Linked DNA regions of Sus scrofa: region 1 is linked to region 2. Evidence: chromatin contacts called from public HiChIP or PLAC-seq data. All regions are on one chromosome and are shown on one strand. The core of a region is the stretch at or near the end of the contact, and the rest is flanking DNA. Distances in the headings are between cores, read along the strand shown.

What was found. HiChIP or PLAC-seq counts read pairs in DNA pulled down with a chosen protein or histone mark.
Region 1: a contact with region 2 is called in an H3K27ac HiChIP or PLAC-seq map of skeletal muscle. The contact joins two enhancer-like sites. A contact is called at or near these places in 5 of 47 Hi-C or Micro-C datasets (fetal skeletal muscle, heart right ventricle, mesenteric adipose tissue and 2 more) and 1 of 2 datasets of contacts at active chromatin or transcription factors (skeletal muscle).

Annotation. Positions count from the first base shown.
Region 1 is chr9:137,061,627-137,065,938 of Sscrofa11.1, reverse strand. No RefSeq gene overlaps it. Among named protein-coding and RNA genes, the nearest start is that of COBL, 8.5 kb to the right of the region's middle. Within about 2 kb of position 2,573, at least 17 of the 83 cell types and tissues checked have an H3K27ac peak or open chromatin away from gene starts, as enhancers often do. A contact at or near this core is called in omental adipose tissue and skeletal muscle, where this site is marked.
Region 2 is chr9:136,965,589-136,969,862 of Sscrofa11.1, reverse strand. COBL (protein cordon-bleu) reads left to right here. Exons shown (of 16, transcript XM_021063931.1): 4 at 956-1,184. Among named protein-coding and RNA genes, the nearest start is that of COBL, 88 kb to the left of the region's middle. Within about 2 kb of position 2,767, at least 16 of the 83 cell types and tissues checked have an H3K27ac peak or open chromatin away from gene starts, as enhancers often do. A contact at or near this core is called in omental adipose tissue and skeletal muscle, where this site is marked.

The sequences.
Region 1 (4,312 bases), core at 1,324-3,823, 96 kb before region 2:
CTGAGTTGGTTTATTTAGATGTGTGGCATTTTATTCCCCACATTTGAGATTTCCCAGATATTGACTTCGTCATTGATTTCTTTTTTATTATTATTATTAGAGCACAGTTGATTTACTGTGTTGTGTCGGTTTTCTGCTGTGCAGCCTAGCGACCCAGTCCTGCTCATGTGTGTGCTCCTGTTCTCATGCCATCTTCCACCGGGGTCCCTCCCAAGGGACTGGGTGTATTTCCCTGTGCTGCACAGCAGGACTCAGTGCATTGATTTTCAACTTACTTCCGTTTATTCAGGGCCTATACTTTGCATGATTAAAATCTTGTTTTTTGAGACTTCTTTTATGATCCAGAATATTTTTGGTTTTGATAAATATCTCATGTCCACTTGCAAAGCATGTTGGGGGAAGTGCTGTCTTTGGCTCGCGGTTAGAAGGCAGTTGAGGGTGACGTCGTTACCTCCAGCATATGCTCCTCTGCTGGCTGAACACTGGCCATCTCTCTGTGCTGTATTTGTCCTGCCAGTATGTTTGGTACAGTCCGCACAGTGATTTAAAATAGCTAAATAATTCGGATATTTAAAAATTGGAGGGGAGGTCCCGTCGTGGCTCAGCAGAAACAAAACTAACTGGAATCCATGAGGACACAGGTTTGATTGCTGGCCTTGCTCAGTGGGTTAAGGATCCGGCGTTGCCGTGAGCTGTGGCATTGGTTGCAGACAGGGCTCAGATCCTGAGTTGCTGTGGCTGTGGTGCAGGCCGGCAGATACAGCTTCAATTCGACCCCTAACCTGGGAACTTCCATCTGCCGTGGGTGCGGCCCTAAAAAGACCAAAAAAAAAAAAAAAAAAAGAAGAAGAAGAACCTGATATAGTATCCATGAGGATGCAGGTTCAATCCCTGGCCTCACTCAGTGGATTAAGGATCTGGCATTGCCACAAGCTGTGGCATAGGTCCTAGATGCGGCTCAGATCCAGTGTTGCCATGGCGTGGTGTAGGTCTCAGCTGCAGCTCCAATTCGATCCCGAGCCTGGGAACTTCCACAGGCTGCAGGACAGGTGAGGCTCTAAAAAGAAAAAGGCACACGATGGTGACAAGGTGATGGATGTGTTCCATAGCCTTGCTGTGGTCGTGGTTTTGCAACATGTCCATGTGTCAGGTCCTTGCCTTGCACACCTTCAACTCACACAATGTCGTGGATCAATTGCATCTCACGAAACCTGGGGAAGCAGTCACGCCGCCCAAGTAGAGCGGCAAGTGAGAAGCAGCCTGCCTATATCCCTTTGCGCCTAAAACCTCCAAGCCTCTGTAGCTCGGGGGCCCTCCCTCGAGTGTTCTCAGACAGGCTGTTCAGATTGGTTCTGCAGGCGAGGTGCCCCCTCCCCCGCAGCCCCCAGAGCCTCTCCTGCAGTTCTGCCCCTCCTCGGCACTGGTGACAGTCACCCCACTGCCAGGACCTCCCTGTACCACAAAGCACTGCTGTCTCTTAGACCTGCTAGAGTCACAAATGTCCCCAAGGTCTGGAGCCTGTACCTTGACACAGTGAGGCTCAGAATCCCCCACGCTGCTGGCAGTGGACTTCTGGACTCCCCCTCTGCTACCTCCCCTCCACCCTGGGGCTGGAGCCTCTAGGAGGCTCATCCTGGTGAGATGGGACCCCCAGCGGCGACCCTGTCCATCCCGTAACCAGACTGGCCTGATGCTGAGCCCAGGTGCCCCATGGGGAGCCCTCCTCAGTGGTAAATGTTAGGGACACAAGAGTACAGAACTCACCCTTCCTCTTTCTTCTCCTTGATAAACGCAGCCCACAGACACCCATAAAAGATGAAATTATCACTTTGCGAAGGAGGCCGTGGGTTGGTACACCAAACCACTAATATCCAAAACCACAAATCAGAAATTTAGAAATGTCATTATATTTCATTGGCTGGATGCCTACACTCTTGAACTATTAAGATAACAGAGTTTTTGTTTCTTTGTTTCTGTTTCATGGTGTTTCGCTTTTTTTTTTTTTTTTTTTTTTTTTAACCCTACCTGCAGAAGTTCCCAGGCCAGGGATTGAACTTGTGCAACCAAAGTGACAACACCAGATCCTTAACCCTCTGAGCCACCAGGGAACTCCCGGAGTTTTTAATACACAGGAAAGTCTGAAAGAATATGGAGTGCTGTAAATGCTTTGGTTGGGAATGACATCAGAATGGAATGATCCCGAATAAGCAGGAAGGAGACAGTCTCACTTGTAAACTGCTGTGTTCTGAACAGTCAGCTGACTTAAAACCTGGCAAGTACTCAAAGGCAAGATCACACATCAAGACAGAACAGACTTCGGCCTGCGTCAGAAAAGCCTCCCTAGTCAAAATTCCAAGGATGCATGTCCTGAAGAGGATCCTATTTCCAGAAAACACCACGAGGAATCCTAAACCCAATTGCACAACCCTTGTGTGGGGTGCGGGTGTAGGTGCAAACGTTACAGAAACTCAGGGGCTGAACATCTCGGCCGAGAGCCTCAGAGGCGTGTCCTCCTGACAGCATACGAGGCAGAAGCACGGCTCTCGGTGTGATCTCACCAGGAGAAAAAATTACGACAGCTGGAGCGCAGATAAAACCTCATGACAAAGCGGCAGGATAAGCCGGACCTACACAATCTCTCCACTGGCCGCTTGGCAGTGAATTCTGCACACATTTGCTGACAAATCGAAAGACAGCAACTGCTTCTGTGTTGACCGGTTCACAGGGCACTTGGGTGTTGGGTGTTGGCAGAGATTAAAGCAAGTGACTTCAGATAAGGGTGAAGAATATAGGCTCTTGGGTAAATTTCCTTGGCTCAGATCCTTGCTCTGTGCCACCAAAGCAACTCAGTTCATTTCCCAAAGTCTTTGTTTTTTCATCCCTAAAAGAAGGAAACCAATAGTACCTCTCCTGGAGTTCCCATTGTGGCTCAACAGGTCAAAAACCCAACTAGTATCTGTGAGGATTCAGGTTTGATCCCTGAATCAAATCAATGAAATCAATCCTTGCTCAGTGGGTTAAGGATCTTGTGTTGCCACAAGCTGTGGTGTAGGTTGAAGACGCAGCTCAGATCTGGCATTGCTGTGGCTGTGGTGTAGGCTGGCAGGAGCAGCTCCCATTTGACCCCCAGTCTAGGAACTTCCATATGTTGTGGGTGCAGCCCTAAAAAGATGAAAAAAAAAAAGAAGAAGAAGAAAAAAGTAGTACCTCTCTTTCAGGTCAGTTTAAAACAGTAATTAATGTTGTTAATGAATTTAACATAGTGCTTTGCCCCTAGTAACTGTCTTTACATGTTAACTATGCATGTGGTTAATAATTCAACCAATACAGACTTGTGGTCTAATTATTATCAGCAGGGACAGGAGATGAAGAGGTGTGTGTCCTCTGGTGCGTGCTGGAGGCTGGTCCAAGAGAAACAAACCAGGGATGGGCCAGGGGCTGCTTCGGGTCACAGACCTGTGACTTTGAGACTTAGCATGTCGGAGGCCTCCTGGGGCCTCCACCAGGAAGAGTCCAGAACCAACCGGCTCAGGCATGACCGCCCGTGGTCCCTTCCCATCTTTCTCAGTTCGGTTCCTCTTCTGGCTCCTATTCCACCCAGGGACTCTTGAGTTCGGGGGCCGTATGAGCCCCACGCCCCTCTTACCCCTTGACAGGGGTTTCAGGGTTCCCGGGGGTCAGAAGCCAGTCCCTGACACCCGCTCCAAGGATTCCACGCCATGAAGAGTCCAGTAGCTCTTCACATGGAATGAGCCCTGACAAGGAGCAGCAGATTAGGCTACTCTGCTAATTAGGCTACTCTTTTGGGAGGAGCTGGTTTGAAGCGCTCTTCCCTACAGAACAGGGTGCAGAAGGAGTCGGCAGGAGCCTCAGAAGACGGGCAGAAGCTGCGTCCCAATGTCCCCTGTGCTCGGCCTAACCCACAAGTGATGCCTTTGGGGAAAATACGCAGCAACTTAGAAAAAGAGGAGAATCACTACTCTACGCACAGACCTTTGATTAGGCAGTGGTTTCCTAGACATGGCACCAGCAACGAGAGAAAACATAAATTAATTGAACTTCGTCAAGAACAAACTTTGCAGAGTTCCTGTTGTGGCTCAGCAGTAACAAAACCAATTAGTATCCATGAATACCCAGGTTCAGTCCCTGGCCTTGCTCAGTGGGTTAAGGATCTAGAGTTGCCCTGAGCTCTGGTGTAGGTCATAGATGCAGACTGAATCCTGCATTGCTATGGCTGTGGTGTAGGGAGGCAGGTGCAGCTCAGATACAGCCCCTAGCCTGGGAACTTCCATTTGCCATGGATGCAGCCCTA
Region 2 (4,274 bases), core at 1,518-4,017:
TGTCCGGAATCCTTGAAAGACAGTCTATTCCTTGAGATCTGTCTTTCCTTTCCCCACATCGTTAGCCGGTTGTTCATTAGCAGAGGAGATTCGAGCGGAGCCCCCCACTGGCTCAGTGGGTTAAGAAGGACATAGCTGTGAAGGAACCAGGCAGGATGAGCCAGAAGGAACACAGCTGCAGCCAAACGCGTTGTTGACCTAGCCAGCAGCTTCAGCTGAAGCATCGCTTTGGTAGCTGCTCTAAGTCGCCTTGAAGACAACCTGGGCAGCTGAAGGAGGGCAGGAAGTTCAGTGCTCTCAGGGGATCACTGTCGGTTTGGTTGGGAAGGAGGACGAGAGGATGGCCAGGAGCAAGTCAGCCCGGCTCTGAGTCAGCAGTGCAGGTGGAAGACTTTGCAAATGCACGGAGAGCATGTGGGCTTTACCCATAAAACAATCAAAAAGCCACACACACACACACACACACACACACGTTTTCTGTATGTTTGAAACCTGCCGTCATAGTTTTTAAAAGGAGAAAATACTCCATTTTTTAAAGTCAGAGTCATCCACTGAATAGAATTAAGTGGGTCTTCACATCAAAGGCTGTTCATTACCGAGGTCGGGCCGTCCCCTGAAAAGTGATCTTTTTCTGGAGTTCCCTGGTGGCAGAGCAGTAAAGGATCTGGTGTTGTCCCTGCTGTGGCTCTGGTCGCTGCTGTGGCGTGAGCTCCGTGGCCGACCCAGGAACTTCCACATTCCGGCAGCATGGCCAAACAAACAAAACAAAATCCCTAAAGTACACACAGGGTCCCAGGCATTTATTTTTCCCAACTTAGTATGCCCTCTTCGCCCACGACCCACTGAATTTGGGAAGCAAGCCTGGACCCACACAGAGTCTGGCCCCGCTCCACCCTGGCATAAACACCGCTGTGGGCAGATGTGCTCACGGGGTCGTGCCCGCTGTGTTTTGCAGAAGACCGTGCGCCTGGTCGTCAACTACCTGCGCACGCAGAAGGCAGTGGTGCGCGTGAGCCCCGAGGTGCCTCTGCAGAACCTCCTGCCGCTCATCTGCGCCAAGTGCGACGTCAGCCCGGAGCACGTGGTGCTCCTCAGGGACAACGTGGCCGGCGAGGAGCTGGAGCTCTCCAAGTCCCTGAGCCAGCTGGGGATAAAGGAGCTCTACGCCTGGGACAACCAGCGAGGTGAGGCCCCCCCTACGTCCCCCGGGCCGCGGACGGCTGTGCGCGCATGCGCCGCCCAGCAGCCGGGCACGTGCCTGTGTCCCCGCATCTCGGATTCGGTGCAAAGCAGCGCGGGCGGGGGCGCAGAACCCCGAAGGGCAGGGGGCACGGCAGTGACTCCTCTTTCCCCCGGTGGTCCGCACGCCTCCGACCCCCCCTCTCCTGTGAGCGTCCACGAGACGCTTAAACGGGGGAGAAGTGCGAACACTGGGGCTCTCGCTCTGAAAGAACAGACACCGCCTGTGAACCGTATTGGCTTGGATTTCCTTTGCGGTCGCTATTAAACCCTCCCAAGTCTCGCACGTTGTTAGCCGTTGAAGCCAGCGGCACAAGTGGCTCCTCCCCAAATGTGCTTTCTCCTCCCGTGAGTTTGGCACCCGCCTGAGGTCGCCCAGTTAGACCCCCTGGCTTGAGAGGCAGCTTGAGGCCCATGCTGGCACCAAGACCACGCTGTATAAGCGGCTGTCCCCGGGTGACCCAGGCTATTTCAACAACTGTCCGACCAAAAATAAATGTCAGTGTTGCTTACTTTAGGATTATTAAGATGGACCTCACCAAATTGTCCATTTTAATGAGGTCACTCGATATCTGTTGCCTTTTTATTTATTCCACAAATATTGACCAGGTTGGGCTTTTAAAAATATTAGTGTTCAAGTTTTCATATGTTTCTTCAGCTTAAAAAAATTCCCATTTAAAAAAACCTCTGCATATTCTTATTACCATTTTGTGTGTGTGTATGCAATCGGTGATTTCAGAACCTGCCAGAGGTTCTGGACCCAGGTCTCACTGACATTCTAGAAAAGGCTTCAGCTCAGTCACATATAAGAACATAGACCATTTATTCCCTCAAAAAAAAAAAAAGTGTTCCCACATTTGAGAGTAGTGCACCTCACGTTTGACCCAGTATCTTTTTAAAACATGGACAGGATTATTCTCAGCACCTGCTTCAGGGGCCCGGGTGTCGTGTGTGTCGACTGGTTGTGGTGGCCCTGTTTAGATTTGGTTTCTGGGACTCTGGAAACAGAGCTTTCCTTTGGCAAGATAGGGAAAAAAGAGGGAAAGACAGGAAAGGAAAAACTGCCCCCATCTAGGCCTGTGAGGGGAAGAGACTCTGCAAGTATGTTTGTTACGTGCTAATCACTCGCTGTATCTTGAAACGTCGTTGTGCAACCTGTTAGCCGGGAAAGCCCTGTAGCAGCGCTAACAGCATCTCTCCGTTAAGGGAAACTCAACGAGGCCGGAGCTCCCTCTTCTCATCCTCCCCACCCCCCCAGCCCCCTCCTCGCTGCCTTGGGCACGCCCCCCCCCCGACCTGGCAGCCTCCCCCACAAAGGAGGGGCAACCCTGGTGTGATGGGGACCCGCTCTGCCGGGACCAGCATGCCTTCATCCGGCCCATCGTGCGCCGTGCGGGCTGTGACATCGCCGCCAAACGCCTCTGTCCCCTCCTCCTGACACTCAGACACTTGAGTGGAGAACATTTCTGTCCCCGTCCCTGAGGAGCCCTCCACGTTGTCGCTCCCGCTCACGCCCTGTCCCCGGCGCACAGGCGGTGGGGAGACGGGGACGCCCAGGCCGGAGGCGCGGAAGGCAGAGGCCCGGCGGCGGCAGCGTGAGACGCAGCGGGCTTTGCTGCCACCTGCCGCCGGGACGGCGCCTAGCAGCCCGGCCCGTGCAGGCCTCGAGGGGATGGGGCCGGGACGCGGGCCTTCGCGTGCTGGGCCCCCCAGGGAACCGCCCCACCCCCGCCCCCCGCGACCCCTGGCACAAGTTGACGCAGGGCTGGAGGCTTTGTGCCACCGCGGGTCGAGAAGCCCGTCGTCACTCTCTGTCGTCTGCCTTTTCCAGTTCTTCTGACCAAAACGCAATCGGAGCCCTCCCTGAGCTGCCGAGGTACCGTGAGCCCCGCGCTGTCCTGCCAGGCTGCCCTCTGCATGGCTCTGGGCTGCGGCCATGCACGGAGTGACCCCAGGGCATGTGGGGGTGGCACCTCCTGGGGGGGGATGTCTTGCCAGGCTGAAATGAGGTTGTGGTTTGATTCCCTGAACCTCTGGTTGGCTAAGCCAGGAATGTCCCTCGTGTGAAGATTTGCTGTGTGGCCCTGATGGGTGAGAAAGGAAGCGGGTTGCTGTGGAAAACAGGGCCTTTATGAACATAGAACTTGAGGGCAGCGGGGACGTGGTACATGCGGGAAAGGCGTCCTTTCCTTCCTGCTGCCTGCGCCGCCCTGTCCTGACCTGCCCCCAGCTCTGTCCCGCCTGCTGCAGGATTTGGGGACAGTGTGGATGGTGGTGAAATCTGACCTTTTATGTCATAAACAAGCATGTCAATGATCAGTCCAGATTTTGCTTTTATTTCTTATAAATTACATAATGCATACACATATGCATGCACATATTTACATAAGTATGTATGTTCACACATATATATTGGGATTTATATAAACCTTTGGGATCACACACACACGCGCGCAAGTGCACTCCAAGGGGGTCCTTGAACTCACACTGAGTGTTTGTATTTTACAGAAATTTCTGTCCATGTTTGTTAAAGTGTTTAAGAATAGACTTTGTTTCTAGAAAAAAAAAATAATGCAGGGGCGTAATCTCCAGAATATACAAACAGCTCATGCAGCTCAATATCCAAAAAACAAGCAACTCAATCAAAAAATGGGCAGAAGACCTAAAGAGACATTTTCCAAAGAAGACAGACAGCTGGCCAATAGGCACATGCAAAGATCCTCCATATTGCTAATTATTAGAGAAATGCAAACCAAAACGACACTGAAGCATCACCTCACCCCCGTCAGAATGGCCAGCATCAAAAAGTCTGCAAATAAGAAATTCTGGAGAGGACGTGGAGAAAAGGAAACCCTCCTACACTGTTGGCGGGAATGGAGGTTCCCTTACAAAAGTAAAAGCAGAGCTGTCATATGATGCAGCAGTCCCACTTCTGGGCACATAGCCAGAGAAAAAGCTGAATTCCAAAAGATAAATGCACCCTTATGTTCCTAGCAGCCCTGCTTACATTTGCCAAGACTTGGAAGCAACCTAAC